Linked DNA regions of Sus scrofa: all the other regions are linked to region 2. Evidence: chromatin contacts called from public Hi-C data. All regions are on one chromosome and are shown on one strand. Each heading gives the region's core, a stretch centred on a gene start, on an enhancer-like site or on the middle of the called end of the contact. The rest is flanking DNA. Distances are from core to core; before and after follow the strand shown.

Region 1 (3,611 bases), core at 963-3,462, 260 kb after region 2:
ATTGGGGGTGACATTTGGGGGCACAGAGGACACCGTCCTTGCCAGAAAAGCTTATGGGGCAGAGATGGAGGGTGCCAACGACCTACATCCCTGTCAAGTGGAAAACAGGACAAACAGGATATACAGAGGTGTGGACGCCTCATCTGCAGGACCCTGTTTCCGTGAGAAATCAGTGCTGCTTGGGGCTTCCTGGAGGCTGGCCTTCGGGCTCTGAAGAATGAGCAAGAGTTTGTGGGGTGGAGAAGAGAGAGGAAGCACGTGGAGGCCCAGGCCTGAGCTGACCAGAGGGCCAGGAGCCTCTGGGGGCAGGGAGGGGACTCAGTGCTCCTCACAGGTGACTTTGCAGGTGTGGGGAGGCCCGGAGGGGACATCAAGACACACCCACCTAGGGACATGTGCTCAACCTGTGACCTGGTCTCAGCCTTCCAGGATCTGGTTGGGTGAGAGGAGGTTCACCCCTGGCACATTTCAAGAGCAATGCTTGCCAGCAGGGCTCTAAGTCCTTATGTAGCCTAAGAGGTCTGAGGTCACTTCCCTCCTCAGGTGACTCTGCTGACCCTCAGCAAGCAGACACGCACATAGTTTTGCCCACTGTTTCCAGGGCCTCACAGATATCCCCAACCATTGAGGAACCCTTGCATGATTCACCCCTGCATTTTGCAGAGGAGGAAACTGAGGCAGGGAAGGAAACGTGACTTGTCGGAGGTCCACAAGTCAGGACAGAACTGCTCCTAGACTCCTGGCTTCTGCACAAGAATCTCCCATGAGCACCTTGCTGCTGTCACTTTCCAAATCTGTGTCCCTACCTGGCTTCCATCCTCAGGGTTCTGCCTCATGATGGAGGGGACTAGCAGGCACTTTCCAGCACTCTTGGCAAAAGCCTTCTCCCACCCCGAGACTCCACTCTCAGTGAAACCTTTGCACCCTGGACCCCCATGCACAGCCCTGGTGATTCCCGCATCCTGCAACCCGTCTCTGTGGCAGGTTCAGCTGTCCACCCAGTCACCCAAGCTGTACACGGGTATCCTCCCTCTTCTTCCCCCTGCTCACCCTCCATGACCACCACTGACTCTTACTCCAATCCAGCCCTCTCTCTTTATCACTAACAGTCCAGACCCTTCTCGCCTCCTGCTGGGGCTATTACCATAGCCAGAAAAATATTTCTAAAGCACACAAACATGTCACTTCTCTGCTTAAAATCTTGCAGAGCTACCCTGTGGGCTTCAAAATTAAGTTCAAGCTCTCAGTATGGCTTGCAAAGCCCCCCATGGCCAGCCCCATCTGCCCGGCAGGCCCCCTCTGGCCTCCCGCCCACTCCCATCTCGGTAGCAACCGGGCACAGGCTCCCTCCCAGTTGCCTCTAGACCATTTGTTCTCGTCAATCTTTCTGTCCAGAGGAATAAGATATGCCTGGGTCAGCTGAATACCCTTTGACCTCAAGGTTGCCTGGTGTGCTTGGTTTTTAAATTCAGTTCCCTCTTGGAGTTCCCGTTGTGGCTCAGCAGAAACAAATCTGACTAGCATCCGTGAGCATGCAGGTTCAATCCCTGGCCTTGCTCAGTGGGTTAAGGATCTGCCGTTGCTGTGGCTGTGGTGCAGGCCGGCAGCTATAGCTCTGATTCGACCCCTTGCCTGGGAACCTCCATACGCTGTGGGTGCAGCCCGAAAAAGACAAAAAATAATAATAAACAAATTCAGTTCCCTCTTTACAGAACTGTTCTCCAAGGGCCCAACCCACTTTCCTGCTTCGGGACTTTGGAAAACCCTCCCACACAAGAGAATCATTTGTAAACATCCTTCCGTGGTGGTTTCCTTCCATAGGCTAGCACAACGTTTTTCATGTAGGAATATTTCTGGGGCCTGAAATGAAAGTCAAAGAAAGGGTCCTTATGAGCATCAGTGTCTAGCAGTGTGCAGTGACCCATTGGCTGATGAATAAATAACGTAATCAAGACATTCAGTCCATGAATTCAACAGGAACAAGGGCAGATATTCAAAGTCCCAGACAGTTCAGTTGGAAGAATAATAAAAGCGCAGCTGAGATGGGAGCCTGGTACACCCCCTCCCCCACCCCACCCCCCACCCCTGCCGGGCTGTGCCTGATGGCAGACCTCACAAAAACACAGCCCAAACGAGCCTCATGCCTGGGCTCTCATGACTGGACTTTCAGCTTTCTGGAACAACGCTTCCTGTGTTATGTCTGCAGTTTGTAGGATCTGATAAGAGACGCTTCAAAGTTCAAAAGGGCCCATGCTCTGTAAATGGTTTCAAGGAGAAGCTCTATTTAGGCTGGGGAGGCAATATATGGTCAGAGATGAGACAGCTTTAAAGTCAGACAATCTGAGGGGGAATCCCAGAACCACCTCTGTCGAGCTGGGTGAATTGCTCAACTTCTCCATTCCTGGTGTCCTTGTTGGCATAGTGAGGGTCATAACCTTGGGTGGTAGCAAGGGATTCGCAAATGAGCATATACTGTGTACTCAGTAAATAATACGACGAAACCACCAATGTGAGCAGAACAACTGTATCAATACATGTTGAAAATAATAGGTGGCAGAATGAGATGATCTGGGCTATGAAAGGGTACAGACCAGCCACCTAGAAATGCAGCTCAGGAAGGGAGAACTCAACAGAGGCAAAGCCTACAGGGGATAAATGTCTGGTGCAGTGGCTAAATAATGGACCCCAAAGAGATCAGGTCCTAATCCCTGGAGCCTATAAATGTTGATCTTATTTGGAAAAAGGATCTTTGGAGATATGATTAAATTAACGACTTTGAGACAGGGAGCTTACTCTGGATCCTCAGGATGGGTCTTAAATGCAATCACAGGTATGTTCCTAAGACACAAACAGGGAGAACTGATATGCAAACACAGTGGGGGAAGGTGATATGAAGACAAAACAGATTTAAAGATGCTGGCTTTGAAGACTGGAGTGAAGGGGCCACAAGCCCAGGGATCCTGGTACCCAGCAGAGCTGGAAGAGGCAAGAGCAGATTTTTCTCTAAAGCCTCCAGAGGGAGTGCAGCCCTGCTGACTCCTTAATTTTGGCCCAGTGATGCTAAGTTTGGATTTCTGGCCTCCAGACTGTGAGAGAAAAGATTTCTATTAAGACACAACGTTTGTGGTGATTTGTTAAAGCAGCTCTAAGAAACTAATACAGCTGGAATCACAGATTCTGACATGTTTCACTTGTGAAGGCATATAGACTTCAGAGAGCAGCAGTGACTTCCCAAAGCCATGCAGCTTGTTAGACTCTAGGCCAAGGCCAGACCAACCAAGGTCTCCAGATCTCTGCACTACTGTGCTCCTTTTCCCTTTGCCCAGCTTCCTCCCCTGGGAGGCCTTAGATTCCTGCTCTAGGAGACCCCTGGTTGCCATAGTGATGTTCTCTTCACCTACCGCTGCTCCCAGGTGAGACCAGCTACTACTAAATGCTATCCCTGTGGTCACCACTGTGCCCTGCCTAGATGTCCACCATCACCTGTGTCAAAGGTTAGGTTTTGTGGGAGTAGGATTCTGAGAGGGAGTTTGGGATATCAGAGCTTGATTAGGGATCTACACCAGTGAAGGGAGGAAGCTGGATTGGGTGGAAGGAGACTAAAGTCAAAT
Region 2 (3,266 bases), core at 431-2,930:
AAACGTGACAATGTTTGTACATGCCTGGTGCTGAGCCTGGCATCTAATAGATGCCTGTTAAATCTCATCTTCCTGGTCCTCTCCTGGCTCTGCTCATCCCTTTTCTTCTAGTCCCCCTTGTGAGCACATGTTGTGGCTACGGCAGAGGAGCCAGCAGGCTATGTTTGAGGAAGGCCGGCGGGATAAGCCTGGGCTGGTGTCTCTCACTTCCTGCTCTCTCTCTGCTTCTGGGACAGCTGGCAGTTCAGCACACAGGCAGGTGTGGGTCCAGGGTCCCTGGAGCTGACATACCTCCCTGTTTCCCAAGGCAGGCGAGTAGGAGGGTGTTGTAACCGTCCATTGGAGGCTGTCAGTAGGCCTGGGGTCACAGGGCTCCTCTCACCTGCTCTGGGGAGGTTGTCTGCCTGTGTTTACACACATTTCCTCATGGACACACCAGGGGGTTAGAGATGACGTGGCATGGCCTCTGGCTGAGGGGGAGCTGACAAGAAACAGACCTACCCACTGGGATCCAGTGGGGGACTTCCATTATGTCTCACAACTATTTAGATAACCAAGGCTCTAGGTAGAGTTCACACTTTCCTCTTTCTCTTGGCTTCTCAAGCCCTCAACCAGCTCAACCCCAAGGGGCAGCCATTTATGGTTCCCCACAGACACTCAACCCTGCTGGAACTCTGGGGAAGCGTCAAGAACCAGTTTGACCGCAAAACACAGAAGCAGGTCTGTGAGGCCCTATCTGGGCAGAGTGGTCATGGTAGCTGTCAGATGAGGATCCAAATTAGTCATGGGAGGAACAGGAGCCAGGCTGGGGGGTGGAAGCAAGCCCTGATGGGCTTAGCTCCAGGGCCTGGGATCTAGCCGGGGCAGGAGCAGAAGCTGTGTTGCAATTTCACTGCAAATCAACTGGGCCATCTCTCGTGGGTGGCACTGTGCAGAGCTGCCAACCCTCAGGTTTGGTTCCTAGATATGGAGATGGTATCATACCTCCCAACTGCCTCTGGCGTCGTGCTGAGAGATGAGGCTGGAAGGAAGTTGTAAGATAGACATTCTTGGCCCGGCTGGTGGCTCTGGAGGTGTGGGATGGAGGGGGTCCGGGGGGAGTCAATGTTTGGGCAGGTTGGGAACCATTTTTGGAGGAGCCTTGGGCCAGAGGTCCTGCTCCAGGTCAGAAGGGGCCCCTGGATCTGTTTGCAAGAGCGGAGAGGAATATTTCCCACCACACCCTAATTCCAACCATCTCTGGCCATGACACACAGTAGCTAGCTCCTTTGCCTGAGGCTATCCCCTCATGTCTGGGATACACAGTGCCTGGAAAGGCAGTGAGGTGTGGTAGGAAGAACATCGGCTTTGGAATCCAACCAACTTGAAACAGAATCTCAGCTCTGCCCGGAACACTGGCTGACCTTGGGTAAATTACTTCACCTCTCTGGACCCCGTTTTCCTCATCTCTTAAAAAAAAAAAAAAAAAGTAACAACTTCTAGGCAGGGTGGTTTTGAGAAGTTATAATCATAATGTAGGAAGAGGGATGGTATACAATGGGAACGCCATAAAGGTTACGCACCTTTCTTCCTCCTCTTACAAAACACACAGTCCTTCAGCCACTTCCAGGTTTATCCTCGTAGTCTTGGCAATTGGCTGAAAGGCCTCGCTGGCTGGCTGCCCTGCCTAGATCAGGGATTGACAACCGTTTTCTGTTAAGGGCCAGAGAGTAAATATTTTAGCTCTTGCAGGCCATAGGGTATGGACTCTACTCTTCTCTGCTGTTGTGCAAAACCAGCCATAGATGATATGGAAATGAATGGGTGTGCTTGTGTTCCAATAAAACTTTATTTACAAAAACAGGCAGTGGGCCAGACTTGGCCTCCAGGCTGTAGTTTACCAACCCCTGGCCTATGATCTCAAGTTTAAACATACCTGCTCATCTCTCAAGGGTCTTCTTCAGGCTGGTTTCACTTTGTCCATCCAATCAGTTTTGTAATTGTTCCCTTAAATATTTCCCAATCCATCAAACAGGACTCCTGTTGGTCTTTTGCTCATGAGATGTTTAGTCTTGTTTCCACACCTTTGCTTGTGTACTTTCCCCTGCTTAGAGCCTCATCCCATTTCCTCTCTGCCCTTTTCACATTCGCCTCCAGTTAATCTCCTAGGTTGTTCTGTAAAATAAAGGGCTCAGATCAAGGTCTCTTGATGCAACACTGTATGAACATCCCTCAAGGCCAGGCTCAGGTCCCTGTCCACAGGATTGTCCACATGGATTAGTCCCTTTGCAAGACTCCCATGTCCGTGCCATTGATGCCACCATAGCCCTCCTGTGGACCCCTGGTTTGAGTTGGTGCACCGATTTCAATGATGAACCTTTGAGGCTCAATTCTTAGCTTTTCTGCATCCAATTCACGACAACTTGTGCATTCACACAGCTTGGTATCTTTGGGACTTCCTATATATATGGATCCAGAAGAGTGTCAAGCATTTTTTCTGCAAATACTGCCTCTCTCTCATTCTCTTTATTCTTTCCTTCTAGAGCTCCAGTTAGTTATAGTTTAAACTCTGAACTATATTTTCCTGTCTTTTATCCTATCACCTCTTCCCACCCCCCCTTTATTATTTTGCTCTTCTAATGCAGTTGGGGTAATTTTTTTAAATCTGTCTTCTAATTCATTAATTTTTTTTTTGTCTTTTTAGGGCTGTACCTGCAGCATATGGAGGTTCCCAGGCTAGGGGGCAAATCAGAGCTGTAGCTGTTTGTGTATGCTAAATCAAAGCTGCGTCTGCGACCTACACCATAGCTCATGGCAACACTGGATCCTTAACCCACTAAGCGAGGCCTGGGATTGAACCTGCATCCTCATGGATGCTAGTCAGATTCATTTCTGCTGAGCTACAACAGGAGCTCCCTAATTCATTAATTCTTTATCTGTGTCTGATACATCCATTGAATTTTTAAGTTCAAAGTTATATTTTTTTTATTCCCAGAAGTTCTATTTGAGCCTTTATAAACATCTTTTGAGTCTTTAAGTAGTTCATATACAGTTCTTTTATGGCCTATCTTATTATTCTAATATTTTAAGTCTTTGAAGATCCAAATCAGACATGCTACTAAACGTTTAACACACAGAGCAACCCCCATGGCAAAGAGTTATCTGGTACAAAATGTCAGTAGCTCTGAGGTTGAGAAACCCTGGTTGAAATCTGTTGCTTGTCTCTGCTGACTCTTGCTCATGGTGATTCATTGCTTTGAATGTGGGGTGTTTTGTTTTTTGGTAGT
Region 3 (3,404 bases), core at 155-2,654, 360 kb after region 2:
TGAGGTTAAAATGTGTGCATTTTCGAAGAGCTGACAGGGCAGTTTAAAACTAAATACCGGAGAGAATCTGGTGGAAGTGGCTGTCAGATGTGTCTTGAGCAGTCAGTTAAATAATTTCAAAAAAAAAAAAAGTCAAAGACTGGCCAGGTGCTGCAGGCTGGGAGCAAGAGGTTGCCAGGGTGTGGACCGAGAGCCGGTCCCATCTCCCTTCATTCAGTGTCCTGAGTCAAAGGCCCAAGGGATGGGAACAACAGTTAGTGTGAATGCTAGGGCGTTGCTGGAGCAGTGCACTCTGAGAATGTCCCACTGCCCTCTGTGTACAGTAAGATGTTCAGAGGCCCTGCTTTAACAAGGAGGTGATGGTGTGAACAGGAGTTACCTACGGGCGTGGAACAGACTGCTCTTTGGGAAATGACACCAGTCCCCCCCCCGCCCCCCAACTCTTTTGTACTCCGTCATTTACTTGCCTAACAACCACAATGGAGGCAGATGGTCCTCCCAGTGTCCACTCGGGAGCTCAGGATCTCGAGCTTGCAGGGTCTCTGCACACACTTCTCTGTCTGTGGTGAGTAGGTGAGTTCCTTCTGAGGCACAATATTTTTCCACCAGCAAAGCTGCCTTCTTTGAACCACACTTGAAAAGGAACTTTCAAAGGCAGCACCCGGCTCCGCAAACACCTTTTTCCAAAGGAAGCCGTCGTCCCGCCACCCAGCCTCCGCCTCCTCTCTGCTTCTCTTTCCGAGGCTCCGACTCAAAGGCAGTGGTTTTGTGGGACCAGGATGGAGGGAAGGATGAAGGCCCAGCCCAAGAGCCCCAGCTTATCGGTAACAGGGTGGCGGTGCCCTGAATTGCCAAAAAGAGTTTTCTAACCTAGGATCTTGTTCCAGTTGGTGACTTGTGACCCGTCCCGTTGGTTGAAAGTCACACGTCTTGATCCCTTTTTTTCTTTCCTTTCTTGGAACTGATGTTTAGAGCTTGTTTGAGTTGGATCAAATGCTGTTTTAACAGCTGTTCTAATCGGAAATGCTGTCAATTATTAACCCTGACAGTAGTTTTTCTTTCAAAAAGACTTCTCTGAGTTCTCTCAAAATGTCTCAAAATGTCGAAATTTGGCTTCTTTGTAGGAAGTCGCTTCGTGAGGTTGCTTAATTGCCAAGTGTCAGTTTCCCCCTCTGAGAACTGGGGATTTAGAAGACGCGCCTTCCCTATACGGTTCTTGCGAGCTCACACGCCTAAAATGTGTGGAACAGCTTGGGTCAGCGGATGCTCGCCGTTATTATTATCATTGTTGTTGTTAAGAGTGCCTCTGTCCGGCCAACTTTCTGTTTGTAGGAGCTTCCCCTCCCGTTAATCACCACCCTCCAAAAAATAAACATTAAGAGAAAAAGTCGGTTAGTGAACAGTTTTCCTGTTCATTCTTTGACACACCCGCGTGCCCCGAGCCCGTGCTCAGGGCTGGATGGTCTTAGGTAGAGGAGGCCAAGGCTCAATTCCTGCTTCCACATGGTGGGGAGACCAGGAGGGGCATGGTGACCCATGGCAGGTGATGACACAGTCACAGCTGGGAGGGATGGGATTTGCATACTGTCTCCCCCGACCCCCGAAAAAAACCCAGAACCCAGACCCAAGGACAAGGACCAACTGCTCCCTCCCCTTTGCCGGCCCCCAGCTCTGTACAGTCCTGACTCATGGTGTGCCAGAGTCCTTCCCTGCCACGCAGGGAGGTTGCTCTTCATTGAGTCTGAGCCGCAGAAGAGAGCCTGAATGTGGATACCCCAGGCTTCTGGAACATTCCCTATCTGTCCTGTTGGCGCTTGGTTCATGTGTGTGGTGTTGGGAGGTAAAAACTGCTCTCGAAGAGTGGAAAGGTGAGATGAGAGGGGCTTCTATGGAGCGACCCCAGCCATGGTCACCTCATGGCCTGGATACCAGGCCTTGAGCCAGGCAAGGCCACATGAAATCCCAGAAGATCCCTTTTGCTCATAACTAGAGGATGCTGTGCTCTGGACCAGGCCTTGCAGGGAAAGATCCCACCTAGGGGCACCCTGTGGCCACATGGTTGCTAATAAAAGATGTGCCAAGGGAGAAGGTTACTTTTCGTTTTGTTCCTTGGCCTACCAAGATCCTGACACTTGACCTGTTTGCTGGAGGAAGTAGATGACAGTAGGGACTCTTCTGACCACCCACCCCAGAGAGCTGTAGTTGCCGAGCGGCCTAAAGTGACCGGGAAGGTTCAGGGCCTACTGCCTGCTTTCCTGGCTGGGGAAGGGCCAGCAGCCTAAGACCCACTGGGCAGCTTGTGGCTGTTCTGGCTTGACCACTGCCTCACCCCGTTAGCAAAGGACTTGGGCTGCTGCCTACCCTGCCTCCCAGTTGTATGTCAATACTATCCACCACAGCCCTTCCCCCAGATGCCACCCAAACTGAGGCAGGCCCAGGTCCCTGGCCAGGGGATCCTGTAATATGGAGTCTCAGAAAAAGAAATGCAGGGAGGCCAGTGAGATTCTTTTGGCTCAACATTTCCTGAGCACCTACTGTGTGCCAGGCACTGCTCTGCCAGCCATTTGAGGTAAGAGGCCTTGGTGAGCTTCCCTAAGCAGTGAGAATGATTGATTTTGTTTATTTCTCTTTGCTTCTTGTTTTTAATAAAACTTCCATTCTTATTTGGCACATAAACCTGTGACAGTTGAGTGATTATGTTGCTCTGTGCAGGTTTGGACTTACCTGATTGTTTCTAGAACTTTGGCATATACAACCCTAACTCTTATATTTCATCCACTCTTGCCACTCTCTATCAATTGGGGAGAGGAAAAATGAACAGAAGTGAGAAAGGACCCTGTTTTGGAGTATGACTCTTCCCACTTACCTAGATTAATCATTTATGCAATAATTAGTACCTTCCCAGTTTCCTTTACAGTATGAATGGTGGGCAGCAGTGGGCAGAGGCTGGGACGCTGCTACAAACTGCAATGCAAGAATAGCCCCATGCAGCAAAGAATTGTCTGGTCCCAAATGCCAATAGCACTGATGCTGACAAACCACTCTGTACAGGGTCCTTGCTAGAGTTTACCTCGGGTGTGCAAATGTGCCCCCGAGTCCCAAGCATCCCAGCCAGCATAATACACCCCCACACCCACCGAAAGTTTGCACACACGAGGACCGCTGTTGGCACTCAGTGGGCCTGGGAGATGAGGGACAGTCTTTCGCACCGAAGACTTGCTTCACCCCAGATGCCCGCGGGAAACACCAGTCCTGTTCCGGAGGGTCCAGAGTATTGCCAGAGAGAACAGTGATCCCTGACCCCCACCCGAGAGCCCCTCCTGCCGGGAACAGGTGGTCTGTGTTGGAGCCTGCACTGCAGCCAGCAGCCCTGGGCTGCAGGGCTGCAAAAGCCCTTTGGATTC

Evidence for each region. Hi-C and Micro-C count contacts between places; a contact is called where the count stands out from the background.
Region 1: a Hi-C map of liver shows a contact between it and region 2, with 5 times the contacts expected there. The contact joins two enhancer-like sites. A contact is called at or near these places in 2 of 47 Hi-C or Micro-C datasets (both in liver) and 1 of 2 datasets of contacts at active chromatin or transcription factors (alveolar macrophages).
Region 3: a contact with region 2 is called in a Hi-C map of liver, with 4 times the contacts expected there. The contact joins two enhancer-like sites. A contact is called at or near these places in 18 of 47 Hi-C or Micro-C datasets (alveolar macrophages, blood, embryonic fibroblasts and 9 more) and 1 of 2 datasets of contacts at active chromatin or transcription factors (alveolar macrophages).

What each region holds. Positions count from the first base shown.
Region 1 is chr1:167,940,137-167,943,747 of Sscrofa11.1, reverse strand. No RefSeq gene overlaps it. Among named protein-coding and RNA genes, the nearest start is that of TLE3, 86 kb to the right of the region's middle. Within about 2 kb of position 2,212, at least 13 of the 83 cell types and tissues checked have an H3K27ac peak or open chromatin away from gene starts, as enhancers often do. A contact at or near this core is called in liver, where this site is marked.
Region 2 is chr1:168,198,670-168,201,935 of Sscrofa11.1, reverse strand. All of the region lies in intron 1 of LOC110262000 (a long non-coding RNA gene), which reads left to right. Among named protein-coding and RNA genes, the nearest start is that of UACA, 250 kb to the left of the region's middle. Within about 2 kb of position 1,680, at least 9 of the 83 cell types and tissues checked have an H3K27ac peak or open chromatin away from gene starts, as enhancers often do. A contact at or near this core is called in liver, where this site is marked.
Region 3 is chr1:167,835,446-167,838,849 of Sscrofa11.1, reverse strand. All of the region lies in intron 4 of TLE3 (transducin-like enhancer protein 3), which reads left to right. Among named protein-coding and RNA genes, the nearest start is that of TLE3, 19 kb to the left of the region's middle. Within about 2 kb of position 1,404, at least 3 of the 83 cell types and tissues checked have an H3K27ac peak or open chromatin away from gene starts, as enhancers often do. A contact at or near this core is called in liver, where this site is marked.